2 separate regions of the Zea mays genome follow, and region 2 is linked to region 1. Evidence: chromatin contacts called from public Hi-C data. All regions are on one chromosome and are shown on one strand. The core of a region is the stretch at or near the end of the contact, and the rest is flanking DNA. Distances in the headings are between cores, read along the strand shown. Region 1 holds the start of LOC103637642 (transcription factor GHD7). Region 2 holds the start of LOC103637649 (metalloendoproteinase 1-MMP).

The links. Hi-C and Micro-C count contacts between places; a contact is called where the count stands out from the background.
Region 2: a contact with region 1 is called in a Hi-C map of leaf mesophyll, with 5 times the contacts expected there. The contact joins the promoter of LOC103637649 here to the promoter of LOC103637642 in region 1. A contact is called at or near these places in 2 of 25 Hi-C or Micro-C datasets (leaf mesophyll and an unstated tissue).

What each region holds. Positions count from the first base shown.
Region 1 is chr1:91,372,761-91,377,678 of Zm-B73-REFERENCE-NAM-5.0, reverse strand. LOC103637642 (transcription factor GHD7) reads right to left here and starts at 1,490. Exons shown (of 2, transcript XM_008660049.2): 1 at 680-1,490. The coding sequence starts at 1,204.
Region 2 is chr1:91,889,777-91,894,890 of Zm-B73-REFERENCE-NAM-5.0, reverse strand. It overlaps LOC103637649 (metalloendoproteinase 1-MMP), which reads right to left and starts at 2,601. Exons shown (of 1, transcript XM_008660099.4): 1 at 583-2,601. The coding sequence starts at 1,947. The coding sequence ends at 847. It overlaps LOC100275326, which reads left to right. Exons shown (of 2, transcript NM_001327844.1): 2 at 282-738. The coding sequence starts at 288. The coding sequence ends at 527.

The sequences.
Region 1 (4,918 bases), core at 241-2,740:
TTAGTGTTCTCAGTAAGTCAGTAGCCTCTGAACAAATAAAATCAAATGTAAATCTGCAATTAACTGATGTTCTCCATGATTGTTCCCATCCATCTGCCTATATACTATAAATTAGTATGTATGCATGCATGGTTTGCAGTTTCTGTACCTTCTTCTTAGATAAATAACACAGTCAAGCTTTGATAATAATGTGGCTTCATCCTATTGGATAGGTAGAGACGAACAGGAAAACTTAGTCACATGATGGTTCATGTTTTGGACTAGCTATTCCTCCGTAGTCCTTTACTAGTTGGAGCGCTGGACCACAAATTGACAGCGGCTTTTGTCACTATTTTTCAGTCACTTTTAATCGGGCCAAACAGCTAGATAAATATAAAGATGCAAATTAAGCTAGCTAGCGGAATCATGTACGTGCGCTAGCGGAATCTTTACAGGAAGCTAGCGCGATAGATTGATTGCACCAAGTCAAGATGCATGCATGTTTACTCGAAACTGAAATGGCCGAGCACGAGCAGTGGTGTGGCTGGCAAGCCTGGAGGGACACATCGATCGTCAGCGGTTAATTCAGCGTGCACATACGAACACAAACCGCATGCACATCATCTTGAAATTATTAGACTTGTCCAGGGGCGATCATGATTCAGGAAAGAGATTTTGGAACCGAAGCGCAAGCACTCACGATTGTGGCGCTGGAGGACGTGGCCAGATCGCCGCCACCGCCACCGCCTAGCCCCAGCCCTGCCTCCAGAACCGGCGCCACGGAGGCCACCTCGCCGCCGCGTCGGCCGCTCAGCGGCACGTCGAACGTGAGGCCGTGACCCGGCAGCTCCCCGTACTGTGCGTGCGCGTACCCGCCGTCGAACACCGGCGGCGGCCTCCGCTGCTCAGCCTCGGCCACCCCGTTCCCGACCTCGGCGGCCGCCGGCCCGCGGTGCAGGTGGGGAGACGGGTCGGTGAACAGCCACGTGACGCTGTCGTGGTCCTCGTCGTGGCCGAAGAACTGGAACTCGTGCAGCCCCGGCGCCGCGCCAGCGCCACTGGGTTCCTCCTCCGGCTGGTGCCACAACGCAGGAAACCCGCGGTTGAGGTCGGCGACAGCGACGACCCCGCCGCACCGCGCGCCGCCGATCCCGTGGCCGTGGCGGCACGCGCACTCCCCTGCGCCACCGCATACGCGGCACGTGGCGCTCGACGCTGCCGACATCCTGCGTGCGCGCGACGATGTCGCCGCCGCACGTATGAATAATGAACTCGCTCTCTTGACGTACCCCTCTTCCTCCTCCTTCCACCACTCTTCCCTGTGTGGTTTGTGAACTCTGTCTCTCCCCCCGGCCCCCGGCCTGCTTGTTTGCTTCTTCCTAGCTCCTGCTCCTCCCGCGAGCTGGGCGAGCGAATGATGACGTGCTCGATCGGCGGGGCAGGCTTGGTGTGTGGAGGAGAAGAGAGGGAGAGAACTAGGGCGGGGGAGAAGAATAAGTACGCGCGTGCCGTGATGCTGATGCGGCCAATAAGAGAGGAGCAAGAGATATGAGACGCGAGGGATTCTTACGTGGAGGATCCGGAGCCACCTTTGTCGTCGCTCCATAGGCCATAGCGTGGATCGTTTGCCAACAGGCAATACATGGGTGTTCCTGTTCTTTCTTCTATGGATCGATTTGGTTGTTTGTGCTGTACTGGTTTGATCGTCAGAAAAATACTAACTTTTGCATCACAGAATGGAGCTACATAACTTTTTTTTTGTGTTTTTTTTTTCATACAATCTGCTACAAAATGCAGAAACAATGGGTCATTTATCATCTTTTTTTTTTGAAATGGAAAGACACAAGAATTGCCCTTCCAATATATTAGACGAAAAGAGCAAACACTGTACAAATACTGGCACCAAAGCTGGCGCCACCACAAAAAACAACTAGCCAAGCAAGACCTAGCTATGACACTGGCACCAGAAAAGGGGGGAAAAAACTAACCCCCTCACCAGTCCCCCGGACACTACTAGCAGGCCATACCTCTACCCACAAAATCTTTCACCATCTGCACAACTTGCTCTGTCGTTCTCTGTTGACCCTTGAAGATTCTGTTGTTTCTCTCCACCCATAAGCTCCACCAGAAATAAATTAGAAGGCCATCGAAACTTTTTCTTGAATGCTTGCTACAGAGCATCCTCAGTCTATACCACCATTCGCTAAGCGTTCCCGTCTTTGAAATACCGAAAAGGAACTGCAGCTCAGCCCAAGACAAAATCATGCTCCACACTTCCACAGCGAAGGGACAATCCTTACAAAGATGAGTCACTGTCTCCAGGGACAAAGAACAAAGAGAACAATTATGATTGCAGGGCCATCCCCTTTTTTGCAAATTGTCAGCAGTTAAGATTTTGTTGTGCAACAAAGTCCAAGCAAAGAAACGACACTTTGGTTCAGTTTTTGCTTTCCAAATGGGATTGATTTTAATTTTACAGAAGTTTGTTGCGAACTGAATTTTATAGGCACTACTTGAACTATAGTTCCCATCTGCCGACCATCTCCAAAAAATGGTGTCATCGAGATCATTAAGGCTGTGTCTGCTGATTGAATGCCAAAGTGAGACAAATTCTCTCACTTCCTCCTCCCGAGTGAACGGCGCGCAGAAACGAATCCAATAATTATTTCGAAGAGCCTTGAACACCGTGATGTTTTTCCTTCTTGCTTTCTTGTATAGATTTGGTGCCATATTCTTTGGAGCCTGCCCTTCAATCCAACTGGAACCCCAAAAATCCGCCATCTTCCCATTACCAATAGTCACAATTGTTGAAGCATTGAAAAGATCTACATCCACCTTGTCGCATGGTAATGGCATGCCAGCCCATGCCTTTTCTTTAACCGTCCACCGTAGCCACAACCATCTTAGTCTTAGCGCTCTTGCAAAACGCTCCAGGTCTAGAATTCCTAGACCCCCCCTATTCTTTGGCAGACAAGTTGTGGACCAGTTAATCAAGCAATGACCCCCACTGCAAAATTCTAGATTATTCCCTTTCCAAAGAAAGCTTCTTCTTAATTTGTCAATTCTTTTAAGAAGCCATCTCTGCGCCGGAAAGATCGTCAGATGGTAAATAGGCTGAGCAGATAGCACCGCTTTAACCAAGGTTTCCCTACCTGCCTTAGAGAGCATCCTGCCTTTCCATCCTGCTAGCCTATTAGTAATTTTATCGATTAACGGTTGAAAATCCACTCTCCTAACAGTCCTGAAATGAAGCGGCAGACCAAGATACTTCCCCGGAAATTTTGAGTATTTGCCAGGGAACACATCCATCAGATCTGGCCAGAGAGTCTCAGGGTAACAAATCGGGAAAGTTTCAGTTTTATCAAAATTAATCTTTAGCCCTGAACACCCTTTAAAAACTTCCAGGATCCTCTTCAGAACTTTCAAATCCTCTTTTTCTGCTTTAACAAACACTCCTGCATCATCAGCATAAAGAGAACAGCGAAGCTTAGCTGCTCTCGGCAAAACCCGCCCCAAAAGCCCAACATCTGCCGCCATCTCAATCATCCTCTGAAGCGGGTCCATAGCTAAAATAAACAGGAACGGGGATAGGGGATCCCCTTGACGAACACCACGCATGTGCCTGATTGCATTTGTTTGTTGGCCATTGATTAAGATTTTGGAGGAGGAAGTGCCCAAAATTGTGGCGATCCAATTCCTCCACTTCTGAGAAAATCCTAAAGCTCTTAAAACCTCTATCAAATATGCCCAGTTGATGGAGTCAAACGCTTTTGATATGTCAAGCTTGACAAAAAGTGCTGGCTGTTTGCTCTTATGAAGTTTCTGAGTAACTTTTTGAACGTAGAGGAAATTATCATGAATTGATCGTTTCTGAATGAACGCGTTCTGGGCAGTGGAGACGATCTCGTTCATTCTTGGCGCAAGTCTATTTGCTAAAATCTTGGTTAGAATTTTCATAAAACTGTTGATGAGACCGATTGGTCTAAACATGTCAATCCTGTCAGCCCCTTCCCTCTTTTGCAAAAGAGTGATATTTGCCTCATTAACAAGATGCAGGCTTTTGCATCTATGATTATAAAAATCATGAATAGCAATGAATAGATCATCCTTAATCAGCTCAAAACAACACTTATAAAATAACCCTATGAAACCATCTGGACCCGGTGCCTTTTCAGAGTGCATCCCCATAACCACATTTTTAATCTCATCATCGTTGATCGTAGAGTCCAGATCTGATAACTCAAAGGGGCTATAGCCTAAGTTGTCCCAACGAACAGCACGTTGTCTAGCACCTGCCCTGCCAATAACTTGAGTGAAATGATTATGGGCCTCGTGCAATTTATCTTCCTGACTAGTGAGCAGTCTACCGTCTCGAACCAGCGATCTAATAAAGTTTTTTCTTCTTCTGTTATTTGCCATCAAGTGAAAAATTTTTGTGTTTGCATCACCCAGGCGCATCCAGACGAGTCTTGAATGTTGTTTAGCTCTTGCCTTTTGAACTGACACAATTCCGAGGATTTTCAATTTCAGACTTCTCCTAAATTCTAGCTCATCCCCAGAGAGTTGTCTGGATTCTTGCGCTTTCTCAAGGAAGGTAAGGACGGTCTGAATGATTGCTAATTGCATTTTAAAATTGCCTACAGTCTTTCGACTCCAGATCTTTAGAGCTTTAGCCGTTCGGGCCATTTTCACATGCAGTCGAAGGATGGCATCTGAGGAACTAACACTAGACGTCCACGCTTGCTGAACCACCTCATTGAACCCATCAATTTTTGTCCAAAAAGCCTCAAAACGAAACCCCCTATAGAAACCAAAATCTGAGCAACCTTGCAAAACTAGAGGGCAATGATCCGAGGTCATGGTCCCAATGGCCTGCAGATCAGCCTGAGGAAACGTATCATGCCACTCCGTAGTCGCCAAAAATCTGGCAATTCTAGTC
Region 2 (5,114 bases), core at 1,352-3,851, 520 kb before region 1:
CAGTCCCCACAACCGAACAAGGCCTTACCAGTCCCCACTCGTATTGGAGCCTTTCACACTGTTCGTCATTTTTTCCCCATAAACTTAACTTACGGTTATTGGATACTTCATTGGATTAGAAATCCAAACATATCTAATTTATACTATAACGGTTAAAAAAATGCCAGCCAAATTACTATTTAAAATTTGTAAAGATTGAATCTTGATGCGTGTGCTTGCCTTATAAATTGGTCTCGATGGAATGCTGATTTTCTCATGGTATGACTTACATTTGTTTGCAGTATCTCATGACCACCGAACCTCAAGGATCACATCAACATGGTTCAAAACGTGATTTGCCTTCATGCCGAAAAAATGTGCCCGGCACATCATTTGTCTCAGATTTGAGAGATCACATCCACGAGTTCATCAACGCCTCTTCTGATGAACACATGACATGCTTCACAAAGACTATCAAGAAGATGTTCGGGATGTCAATGACTGTCGCACATAAATCCTCGAAAGCAGAGGAAGCTGGGCCCGCATGACTGCATCTCACCATTTCATATTTGACTAGGTAGCAGCCAGTAAACATATCTTGTGTAGATAACACTTTGTCCACACTTTTGACTGATAAGATTATGTACACTTTTGACTGATAAGATTATGTACAGTTACATGGGCCATGTATGTAATAATTTTACTGTCCAAATACCAAACTATAAAAGGAGAGGCACAAGTCTCACACAATTTGTGTGCAAAAACAAAGATAAAATCCCACAAGAGATTCTCTCCTGTAGCAGGATCATTGTGTTTTTTCATTCTGTTTCTGTTCTTATCCTTTTTGTGTATTATAGACATGTCTATCTACAAGTGCGTCACTAGCATGACCAGAACTGCACAAACTAATCTAGCCGAGGCAGGAAGCCAACTGCTCCCTCCCGACGCCATGGAGGAGTCCTGCTGGTAAAGCGAGCTGAGGCTGAATCCCGGGTTGGACCCATACAGCCACTGGACGCCTTCGATGTCGTCGACGGTGAGCTCCGCCTTCTTTTCCCGCGGGCTGAGGCTCGGGTACATGACCGCCTTGGGTGACGACGAGTGCCCCAGCCCGAGGACGTGCCCAATCTCGTGCGTGGCCACGGACTCCAAGTCGACGGCCGAGTGCACCGTTTCCGTGTCCATGTCAACCGCCCACCTCTCTGCGGCGTCGAGGTGGAGGCGCCCGTTCTTCGGGGAGAAGGCATGGCCGAGCACGCCGAGCGGTCCGTCGAAGGGGATCCCATCACCGTGGCTGCCCACGTAGAAGCCCACCCTGATGTCGGCCGCCTCGTAGTCTTCGGTCTCGACGAAGCCCACGGGGATGACCCGCGCCCACCGCGCGAACGCGCGCCGGAACACCGCGCGCACGGTCCCGGCAGGCAGGTAGTCGACGGTGGCGGTCGGCGAGATGGCGTACGTGAGCACGAGCGGGTCCGGCTGCGTCCACCGCGGCTCACCCTTGAAGAACGTGAACCGGCTGACGGCGCCGTCCGGGCTCGCCGCCGCCGACCCCGAGAGGGATACCGGCACAGCGTGGCCGCCGTCGCCGACGCCGCAGCGCGGGGCCATGATCCGGTCCAGCGTGGTGGAGTCGAGCTGCCCCGTGACCGGCAGGCTAAGCATGGACTGGTACCGCCGTACGGCGGCCTCCATGTGCGCGTCGAACGCGTCCGTCGTCGGCTCGTGCTCCGCCCCCGCCCCAGGCATGTACCCGAACCTCGCCAGGTAGCGCTTGAGCTCGCCGAGGCCCTCAACGTGGCTGCCTCGCCGCGCGTCCAGCAGCTGCTTGAACGAGCGCCACGCGGTGCCGTCCTGCCGGTGAACCGTCGCCGTCACGGGCCCGTCGGCGGTCACGTGGACCAAGGAGACGGGGAGGGGGCCAAGCAACAGGAACAGCACCGATACGATACGAGGCGCGCGCGACATGGCAGCATCAGAGCCAAGCAAGCTGCCCCGTTAGGCTATGCGCGGGGCGGGCGGTTATTCCCGTTGCAGGCCGGCCTAGTTGTCGCGGAGGCGGCAAAGAATTTTGTGCTCGCCGCACGAGACGAAACTAAAAGGCTGCGGTGCGGATAGGGGAAGCGGGTCAGACGATGGCGCCCCGGTTGGCCATCGGCTGACCTCGTCGTCTCCTGGCCAGACTCCAAAGGCGTTCTTCGACACGTAAACGACGGGTCACAATTCAGTTCAACCAGGCGTGCCAAAGGCGTCCGCGAAGACCAGCGACTTCATGCGTCGTTAGAAGGTAGTACATGGCAGCAGAGTTCAGAGACGGGTTTGACGGCTAATCCGGAGACAAACTGGGCACCAAGAAGCAGAACACCGGCTGATGGTTTTAGGTGCAGTTTCTCGGGCTTCGCTCGTTCGGATCGACAAGTGATAAAAAACAAAACTCGGGTACGATCAAGCATGTTTTAGTGAGGAAAGGTGTCGGATTTTTAAACTGACCCAGATTTTTATTGATTGGCTCTGGGTCTGTGATGGTGAAGGATGGGATGTATTGTGGATGGGCTTGTCGAATGACGTTGCCACACGAAAGCCAAGTCGAAAGCGAAAGGTCTCTGATTGAGGCATTGAGCTACTTAGAGCATCTCCAAAAGGATACTAAAAATTTTTCCCCCAAAACTGATTATTAGCGGCAAACAAAAACTTATTAGCGGCAGGCTAAGATTTTACTCCAGCAGTTCCCCAAATAGAAAACTAAAATGAAAAGTGGACCAGCTAAAAAAGCCCAGAGCATGTAGTAGTCCATATTTGCATCAGTCCTGTTAGTATTTTCCCACAACCTGGTTGTAGGACACCTACGCTCATGCATTAGGATAAATGGAGTATACGAATACACCACACACTAGAAATAGTATATGAATACAACAACACAGTTCCCTTGAAATATGCCAAATTTAGTATGTCAAAAACATAATGTGTACAAGATAAGTACAAATTCAACATACATATTTATTTCTTTCGGTAAAAGACCTACAGAATGAGTGAACAATGAAGTGCCTTCCTATCTAAGATTGGTACCTAAAAGTGCTTCGTTATTCATCTGGCAAACAATTGAAAAATACTAATGAATCACGTTAGCTGCTCTTGTTCAATTATTCTTACAACTAATTTGAGACATCAGTTGACAAACAACATCAGGATCAGGTTCAGTAAGCTAAACATAAAAATTCTTCAACATCATCTTTTATGCATTTCAGTCTTATAGACTCACAAATTTAGACTTGCAGAATGACAAAATTAGAGATAGACTCACACATTATTCAAGCGACTGTGTTCTAAAATTATTTTGAAGAGCCAGTGTGCAATGATTGAATGATGCAGCAACTGATTATCTGTAATGTCCATGTTGCCATTTAGCTATAAGACAACGATTGGCAAGAAAATTTGCAGTCACCGTCATTATTAATTTAATAATTAGTCCTACAAATCAATCTAACATGCTACAAGAAGCAAAAGTGAATCTGACATCCAACTTCTTCACTCGAGGTTTTAGACCCAAAAAAATTTGTATCTTGGAACGCTCCTCCTCTGTCAGAATCCAGAGCTTCATCGTCGGCTAAATGCCATGTAGGATCCTCCACATCCTGTAACGTACAGTCACGATGAGAACAGCAGTATCCCTTGCGGGAAGCATCACACCGGCCACCACCGCCTCCTCTCCGGTCGACCGTCGTGCTTGTCGAATCCTCGAACGCCACCACCTCCTCTCCAGGCCACCGTTGCCGCTTGCCGCCTCGACCACGACAATTGCGCACGTGAGAAAAAAAACGTGGGAGCACTGACGGATTGGGGAGGAATGCTCACGCGAAAATATGCGGGAGCGAAGGTCGCCGATGAGGGATGCGAAATTTTTCGGAGGTGGATATAGGTGCCGTTGGAACCAGCAAAATTAGTTTTTTCCCCTAATATATTTTTGGGGTAAGTTTGAATCTTCTTTTGGAGTTGCTCTTGTCAGTTAGTACTTATGTGTAAATAACCATAATGTCCCGTTTGTTCACTTTCATTTTAAGGAATTGGAATCATACTAATGGAATAGACTATTTTTTTAGAATGTGATATTCCACCACTTTCCAAAATTATCCTATAAGTCTATCTCAAATTCATGGGGTGAGAGATGAAAATTGATTCTATAGATTTACATGCTATTTTTCCGATGTACAACTTATAGCGCACTCTTCTAATTGTTTCGCTATGACATAATTGTAGTATATAACTATCTCTCTCGTATGATTTTGGATAATATAGAAATATATTACATATATAAATATATGAACTTAATTAGTTTTGTCTAAATTATAATTATTAAAATGAAATTCAATTCCAACGAAACAAACGGGCCAGAAATTGGTGCGAGTCTTACTGGACGCTCATTCGCTGCTAAGCTTAGCAGTGAATGAAATCCATTGGCCACATAAAGAGAGTATAATCGAGGGAACGAATTAATCGAAGATATTTTATAAATATTTATTTCCCTTATCAAGCTAAACCCTGCTATGAATGATATCTGATACTATGATGATCCATGTCATCATTACATAACATAGAAGAAACATAGTAAACCGTGGCAGAAGAAACTGAAAAGATACGCAACATTAGTCAACTGTCATTTACAATTCCAATGGATCTCTTTTATTGAAAGAAGACACATTTGGGTGCTTCTCGTGTTTCATGGGTGCGGCCTCAGTCGGTGTCGCGACACGCGTCCACGGTCTCCGAATCCAAAACTTTGGTTAACTGAGCTCAGAGCTCTGCCACACCCTCGGGCTTAGAAGATGTGAGGTAGCCAGCCAGGCGGCTGTCCTTCCCACCAACCGTGTCTCCACGCCGCCACCGCCATAGGACACCGTACATTCGCTCTTCTTCCTCCCCTCGCTCTCGACGTGCGTTGCTGGGAGACACCGCATGGGTGAGCGAGGCCACCGTCTCCTGCTGGAAGCCTCAGCCTCAGCCCTAACCCTAGTCGATGCCCTCGTTCGAGCACCACTACCCGCCGTCCGTGGGCTCCGCCTCACCCAACTCCCTCATCGTGTAGGCTGTAACATCCCTAGTGTTACAATAACTAAAATCTTTACATGTCATCATCTGCA